Regions from separate parts of the Danio rerio genome. Here region 1 is linked to region 2. The links are chromatin contacts, called in public Hi-C maps. All regions are on one chromosome and are shown on one strand. Each heading gives the region's core, a stretch centred on a gene start, on an enhancer-like site or on the middle of the called end of the contact. The rest is flanking DNA. Distances are from core to core; before and after follow the strand shown.

Region 1 (4,113 bases), core at 670-3,169, 270 kb after region 2:
TGTAGTATTTACCACAGTATGTGTTTTTCAGTCATTTCAACACGCCACTTTGTGTTCACTTTGTGACACTTATTCAATCAATGTGTTAGTGGGACAGTACAGCAGGCTACGTGTGTGCGTGTCAAACATTTTGGAAAATTACGTTTATTTAAGTTATTCATTTATTTGAAAGAAAGAGTTTCCCCATTCAGACAGAATGCCCGAGCATACTGCCAGAGAGGCGTTTCCCAGATGGTCGCCGAGATGGTCAGTAGTAGCTACTTTGTAGTTGCCTGTCGCTCTGGGTGGCGACATGCTGCAAACAGGTCTATGCAGGTCTACAGCACAGAGAATACAATCAAGCTGAGATAGGATCACATGAGCTCTAATGGTGCACCTATTGGCTGTCGCTCAAGAAAGTTGAAGGATTCTCAACTTTGTTGCATCGCTCATGCACACCTGGTCACCAACGTTCACTGTCACTCGCATAGACAGAGGTCACTGGAAGTAGCTTGCACTCCGTTAAAATGAACGGTCGTTTGTCGCTTTGCTGTTGCAAGTCATTCATAATGTAAACGAGGCTTTTAAGGGACTTCAACATAACAAAAAAAACGCAAATAAGTTAAAGGCGAGTAAACGATGGCATAATTTTTATGGATGCTGCTATATTATCGATATCCTAAATGATTTCGTAGTAAAACATATATTTTGTGACAAGTTTGACTTGACATAATAAAATTTGCATTAAAAAAAAAGGTGCAAATGTATGAATGAATGTCTGCACAATTTCTTGTTGACAATAACAATATCCAAAACAACTGACTTATTCATCATAAAAGTTAAAATATATTTGATTTATTAAGAAACTACTATAATTACAAATATATGAATATTTTACAAGTGCATTAACTTCCTTATTTGTGAAGTTAAGTTTACAATTCTAAGCAAAGTTTTTTAATAGTCGGTAGTCTGCTTTTTAAAACTGCTTTAGAAGTCAAACCACATAACAGATCAATTAAAAGTCTCAACAAAGAGTCTGACAGAAATTTCAGACATACTCACATAGGACAGCATGGCTTTGAGCTCGTCATCACTGCGAACTGTGATTCGGTCACCAACTTCATCCTCATCTGAAATAAAAGCGAACTCCATTATTTACAAGCTAATTTCCACAAGCATTTTTATCCTGCACTGTATATTTACTCATTTGCATGAACAACTCTTTAGTTCAGGACAACAGTATTGCAAAGAAATGAAGTTATGTTTTCCTATTTCTTTTTACTCTATTAGCTATACTGATTGCATTTAAACTTGAGTAACATAAGTAAAATACAGCAGCAATACTTACACTCAAATGCTGTGACTGTGGCTTCAGGCATGGCATCTCTGATCGCGGCCTGTCAAAAAAGGGAATCTCAGCAATCACACATTTGACTGACAGCTGTCAATCAGCACCACTATTCGAAAACACATAGCAAAAAGCACATTTTAATAAATGGCATGCTCCACAAATGGTTTCCCTCTTTAAAAAGTCATAAGATATGAGATGAAAACTGGCTGTGAGTTAAATTAAAGCAGCTGCTCACCAGCAAATCATTGAAGTTGAGATGTGATGGACTGTCCACTGGCGAGTCCATGTCCCCCACCGGCGTCTTTATCCGGATGACGATTCCCTCAGATTCCATATTGCTCAGGTTACTCAAAACAAGTAAAAGCATAACAAAAACACACCGACAAACATAATCTTGGCTTTTAGACCGGATTTTCAGACCAACAGCAGCTGGAGAGCTGGCTAGGAGGCTAACAGTTTAACGTAGCATGAGCGCATTTAAAACACGACTGACGCAGCGAACATTCCGTCTAATAAACTCGCGACATGTCATTCCAGATGTGCTAAAGACTTTCTGTCTGCCTGTTAACTGTGTTAGATTTTATCAGTAGTTATCAAACTGTCAACAATGAAAGTAAAACAGAGGAAGTTACGCGGAAGTATATCGACGTTTACCCGGAAGCTGAACCTCTACTAGAGGCGCATAAAAGCCTCAGAAAGCAATCTTGCGAGTTGTGATAAATATTTTGGAGCTGTTATGTTGCTCTCCTGAAACTATAAATCATTTGTTTTGGGGTTGTTCTGTTACTCAAGCTTTCTGGGATAATATTAATGTGCTTATTTCCCAAACGCGTTTTGTAATCTTTACTAATTTTTAGATTTTGTTAACGATTTTTTGTTAACTTTAACATCACATTCAAACAAGAACTGAAATATAATTAAACATAATTTAATTGTTTAGATAGAAAGCAATAAACGTATGTTTTTATTACTTATTATATACAGAAAAGGTATATTTATATTATTTCTTAATGTGCTTTATCATAATTTAAAGGATTAGTTCACCAAAAAGCTAAATTTACTCACTATTTGCTCGTCCTCGATGGATTCCAAATCTTTATGAGTTTCTTTCTTTTATTGAACACAAAATATGTTGAAGAAAGCCTGTAATCATTACCTTCCATAATAGGAAATATATACTATGCAAGTCAATGGTTACAGGTTTCTAACATTTTTTTTTAAATATCTTCTTGTTCTTCCTCAATTGTAAGTTACTTTGGACAAAAGCATCAGCTAAATATCTCAATTTAAAATTTAAATAAACTTATGATGAAACTCAGATTAATTTTTTTAAATATTATATTATTCTTTTTTTTTTCAACTATTGGGGTGCGGCCGGGTAAGGGGCCCTACAAGACAATGTGCCCAGGGAACTCTGAATTCTTAATCCAGGCCTGGATCCAAGACCTGTGAATAAATTATGCCAAGCTATCCATAATCCTGGACCAGGCCGTATTCTGAGCTGATTCTGTGGTGGTCATGGAGGAGCGGAGAGAATGAGACTGATTCCTGAAAGACCCCAGTGACAGACAAGTTGATCCAGTGGGCCAACTTGAACACTGCCAGTGACCTACTCACACCTGCAGCTTCTCCGTGATGGAAATCCAGAATTCTTAAGCCTCCAGCGCCTAGACTACAGCTCTGCACAAGAAGTTTGACCAGAGGAGAAATGGTCATGCCCACCTGAGCCTGGTTTCTCTTGAGGTTTTTTCCTTTACTTTCGTCAATTGGTGAAGTTTTGTTCCTTGTTTGGGACTAGTGGAGCTGCGCATCAATAGATTTGCTCTTTATTGTTTTAACGTTCACTGCTAAAATTTAAACCACACTAAGCTGAACTAAATTGAACTTCAGCTCTAAAAACTGGACTGACACAGTTTCAATTTACTTGAACTTCTAAGCTGCTTTGACACAATCTATATTGTAAAAGTGCTATAGAAATAAAGATGAATTGAATTAAATTGAATATATTCATCTCGATCAACACCAACAGGTTAATCAAAAAGACTGGTGCAAATACACTCTCTTTCAACTCAGATAAACATAATAACTTCACCTAAAATGAATATTTCACATCTAAATGCATTGTTATATGCAGTCTCGGTGGGTGTTGATCATTTCATATATTTCCTCCTCTATTATTTAGTTCTTCCATATTTCACCTCTATTACTTATTACCTCTTTACTGCATTACTTATATACAATTTAAATAGCATTAGTATTTAAAGATTTCCACTTTGCACAAGTCATTAGCGCATAATTGAATGTACAACAAAGAACATTTAGTGCGCTGTTGATTACAGCCTTATCTTAGGGGAGACTCATTCACTCAATCATGGTCACCGGCTGCTGATTGCAAAAGCCTCAACAGACATTGATCCTTCAGCAAAGCAGAGTTTTGTTTCTTTGGCCCTCGGAGTCCAGCTAATGCAGCGTTGATACCCTAGACTACTGGTCGGATTGTGAAGTGTCATGACAAACAGCTATGGAAGCCAAGTCTGACCCACGGCGAGCTGAAATCCACAATGATATGATCGCAGCCTTCCAAGCAGCAGGATCAGGTCTCACATCAAACTTTAAAACAATAGTGTCTACAGCCTATCGAAGCCCTGACCTATTATCGGCCCGGTCAGTGGAACAAAGTCGCCATACCCAAAAGAGCAATGGAAGAATGCCACCTTAAGTGTTTCTTTGTATAGGAGGACAAAAGCGGGATTCTTAAATACGCGACAGGGTTGTGCTTGCTC
Region 2 (4,341 bases), core at 1,578-4,077:
ACTTCATAAAATCTAGCTGTCCCAGGAACTGCTGCAATGCCCACCGCTCCACTGAAGCCTCAAAGCTACTACCTGCTTCCTCTAACCAGATCATTACTATAACCATTGCCGTGAATACAGTAACGCTGGACTGAGAACAGCATGTTAAGAATTTATCTAAAGGGATGCATCCCTCATTTACATGTAGCTCAGAACATGGCTATAAGAGTGGAGGGAGGGAATGTTCTTCAAACTGTAGTTAAGTTATTTCAACATGAAATAAAGAAGTACTGTACATGAGACTCTATCACTGTTAGTGTGCAGTTAACAACTTTCCAGCATCCTATACTTCTCATTTACTCTAAAGCATGTGGCAATGGCATACTTATTTAAGCCAATGTGCTTATTCAAGATTAAATCAATATCCATTGCCTCTCATGTTTATAGTATATGAGCTTTTGGATACGTTTAGCTATAATCTACATTCCGGATTCAAATTGTTAAAGCAAACACCACCGAACCCAACCAGAAGAATATGACTGAAGATATCCAGAGCAGTATCAAACTGCACTGAGCTGAATGGGAGGTTACTGTGTGAATGATGAATTGGAGTCAGTGTAGTCTCAGTGTGTTGACTTCAACACACAAAACCTTGTCTCATTCGAATGATCTGCAATAAGGCAGCTTGGACGTCTTCATCCATGTGACCCTTAAAGAAAACAAGAGAGCTGCATTCAATCAGTATCTTACACAATCTTCTATACAATTACATGCTATGAATTGAACACTGTCACAATCTAATACTATAACCGTATTTTCTTGCATTTAGCGATTTCATCTACAGTTGAAAAAGATCATACACCATTATAACCCTTTTAATAAATGGCCTTGAAAAGCAGCAACATGCAGCAACATAAAACAGCAACATAAAAGGAATATCTTCTGGAAAAGAAAAGAATTCTTCACACTTGACGCACACTCAAACACAATTACCTGTGCTGCACTGAGAAGATGAGTTCGATAAATTGAAACCACTTCTCTATGTTGCCTCTCAGCGTCCTGTTTAGATGAAAAAACAAGACACGTCAGGTAGTGTATTATAAGGTCTTGCAAGGTTAGATGGTTAATCTGTTTAACACAATACACTTCTCAGCAACAACATTTCAAGCCGTTTACTTGAATACACGCACACAATTTAAAATAGGGAGGTAGAAGGTTTTCTTCTTAACCCACACATTCTATTCTACTACTTTTTACATTCACACCTAAACTTAATTTATAATGTTGTATATAAATTTACAGTACATTTGTTGTTCAGTTGTTGTTTTGTTTTATGGGAAGGTCAAAAGAGACAAGCAACTGGTGACAATGCACAGGATTAAATCGAGACTGCACATTTTTTTTTATGCTACCATTCAAAAACTTGAATTAAAAACTTGATCAACTTGAAAACTTGATATAAAAAAAAATTGCCTCTGTAAATTCAGCTACAATCAAAAATATACATTTTAAAATGTATAAAAACAGATGTTATTCTAAACTTTACTTTCACATTATATTTAAAAATTTGAATTACGTATCGTTTAAATATAAAGTATATAGTCATTATACAAAGATCACCAAATTTTAGATAAGTATATATAATTGTATAATCCTGCGGCTGCTGAGATGGCAACCTGAGAAAAAAATCAGTCCCTGCTGCCATTCTATCAGCCCCAGTTCCTTGCTTCTACTTTTTGGTTATTTACAGTACAGTGCTCAGCATATACAGTACAAGTACACTCCTCACAAATCTATATTTAAATTTCTTATTGTTAATAGGAAGCTCTATACAATATTATATTTGTGCATATACATCAGATTAGTCAGTACTGAAGTCAAATCTAGAGCTTATCTAACAAAATAATATATTTTTATTATATCTTTTTATTGTTTTTAGCATAAGAAAAAAAAACAATAACATAAATGAAACAAAAATATAAATATATAAAAATTAAATATTTTTCAGAGAAATGTGTAGGCTTCACAACTTGACATATGCCAAACCAATCCCACCTATAATGAGTTACAAGTCAGCATCAATGACATAAAACAGAATTGAATTCCAGATTTAAAAAAAAAAAAAAAAAGGTTTTGTTTGTTTGTCATCCCATATCGCATTTCTTCCACATAAATGTATCTCCTATTTCTGAGGTGTCTCCAAAAATGGCCAATTTATGCTCTGGTGACAGATGAATTTATGGCAAGACCAGAATGAGTGAGTCAATGTACCTTCAAAGTTTTTACATTTATTGCACAATAAGGTTACATTTGGGTTATCTAACAAACTAACTTACAATAACAATGCAAAAACTATTACACCCAAATTTATATGTTATAGAAAAATATTAAACACAAATAAAAAAAAGAGGAAAAATTAAGAGAAGCAAAAAAAAAATGGAAAAATTGTAGGTTGTAATATTTTAGTTTTGCAATATTTAGCTTGAATTTAATTGCATTGTTTTCTTTCAATTGGTGACTAAAATATTATTTTATTAAATTTATATGCTTAATAAATCGGTTTTGTTTAAATGTATAAAAATACATTGCCTATGTTCACTGAGAAATGGATAAAAATATTCATTTTTAAAATGGGGTCTACTCAATTATGCTGAGCACTGTACATAAGGCTCTAGAATCCATTATGAATGCAAGTCAGTCAGTAAGGGAGTATATTTTTTAAGTCCAAGGTGATGGCATGTCATATTTGTGGGCAATTACGAGCAAATCCACCGGCATGTGTATGTGCACAGAGCTACTCACAGCCAGCTGCTGCTGGAGGCTCTTGACCTGGGCTTGGAGAGTGTCAATGTGTTGAGTCTGTCTCTTGTTGGGCGTATTGCCAGAATAAGCCAGCTGGGATAAGCCATTCAGAGCCTGTTTCAGCCTTTCAACATCTGCCAACAGCTCTGTGATCTGAAACAGAGAACACCTTGCTTATAATCGGACAAAATATCAGCCACTTACAGAAAAGGCTCTTCCACATAATAAATTAGAATAAATTTTAAAAAATAAAATAAAAATCTCACCCTTTTGTCTTTAACCTCAGTCTGCTCAGAGGACGCCTGAATCCTCTTCTGCAGTTCTCCAATGGTGCTGAGGGATTCCTCATATCTCTCTTTCAGATCTCGGATCTCCTTCTCAATGGAGGCGCTCTTGACTTGCAGGGCCTCGGTTTCTGCTATCGCCCTCTTTTCACCCTCTCTAGCCTGGGCTGTTTCCCTGTACAGATCCTCATACTGCTCATCCAGACCCGACAGCCGATCCCCAAGTTCGCGTACCTTCTCCTCCAGCTTGTGCTTTTCAGCTTTCAGCTCTGTCACCTGTTCTTCATGACTACGGAGGTCGTCCAGAGCGTGTGTGGCTCTGAGGAGCTCAGTCTGCAGAGTGGAAACATCTTCAGCCCTCTGCGCACTGGTTTCTTCCTCCTCCCGCAGGGCCAAGCGGAGCTCGTTGACCTCACGCTCTAGAGCGTCTTTAACCTGGCTAAACTGGGCCTCTTCACAGCTCTGACTCTGAAGTTGTTTCTCGATTTCATGAACACGCTGGACCTCCAGTCTGTGAGCTTCACTTAAGCTCTTGCACTCCTTTTGGGCGTCCTGCAGCCTTCCATTCAGAGAACTCTGCATGGCCTGAAACTGCTCAAGGTGGATGAACTCACTATTGAGTTTCTGCTGAAGACTCTGTATCTCAGAATTGCACAATGCATTTTGCTCCTCCAGTTCAGCCCTCTGAATTGTAACCTCTTTATACTGCTGCTCCAACTCCACCAACTTCAGACTCAGCTCTTCCACCTGACCCTTGTAGTGATCCTCCACTTCTTTGTGCTTCTCGCCAGACACAAGCCCTGTATGAAGTTTCTGCTGCAATGACTCGATTTCGTCTTTCATTTTTTCATTCACTTGCCTTTGGCTTTTCCCTACAGTCTTTTCGTTATTGTACATCTCCTGAACATTGGTGAGTTTATCTTCCAAATTCTTTAAAGTGGTGTTGAACTCCATTTCTTTTTCTTCCAGAGTGGTCACTGGCACAAACTTCAACTGCAGTGCTTCTTGAATAGTGTCCAGCTCTTTCTTCTGTGCTTCGATTTCCTTGTGGAGCTTTGATTCACTCTCTTGAGCAGACTGATACTTTGAGTAGGCATCATGAGCTCTTTCCTCTGCTTCTGATAAAGCTGTGCTCATTGTGCTTTTCAACATCTCATGTTCCACAAGACTGACATATTCATTGTCTAACTTGGCCTGCACTTTCTCAAACTCTTCTTTCAACGTTGCATTTCCTTCTTTTGCCTGCTGTAACTCCTCGCCTCGAACTCTACAATCC

Evidence for each region. A called contact is a pair of places that touch in the nucleus more often than the background predicts.
Region 1: a Hi-C map of an unstated tissue shows a contact between it and region 2, with 2.2 times the contacts expected there. The contact joins the promoter of map2k5 here to the enhancer-like site in region 2. A contact is called at or near these places in 3 of 18 Hi-C or Micro-C datasets (embryo and an unstated tissue).

Annotation. Positions count from the first base shown.
Region 1 is chr7:34,127,869-34,131,981 of GRCz12tu, forward strand. It overlaps map2k5 (mitogen-activated protein kinase kinase 5), which reads right to left and starts at 1,920. Exons shown (of 22, transcript NM_001114317.1): 1 at 1,566-1,920; 2 at 1,328-1,376; 3 at 1,042-1,109. The coding sequence starts at 1,697.
Region 2 is chr7:33,857,579-33,861,919 of GRCz12tu, forward strand. uacab (uveal autoantigen with coiled-coil domains and ankyrin repeats b) reads right to left here. Exons shown (of 19, transcript XM_005168952.6): 16 at 3,048-4,341; 17 at 2,782-2,934; 18 at 973-1,038; 19 at 1-688. The coding sequence ends at 617. Among named protein-coding and RNA genes, the nearest start is that of uacab, 70 kb to the right of the region's middle. Within about 2 kb of position 2,828, at least 3 of the 62 cell types and tissues checked have an H3K27ac peak or open chromatin away from gene starts, as enhancers often do.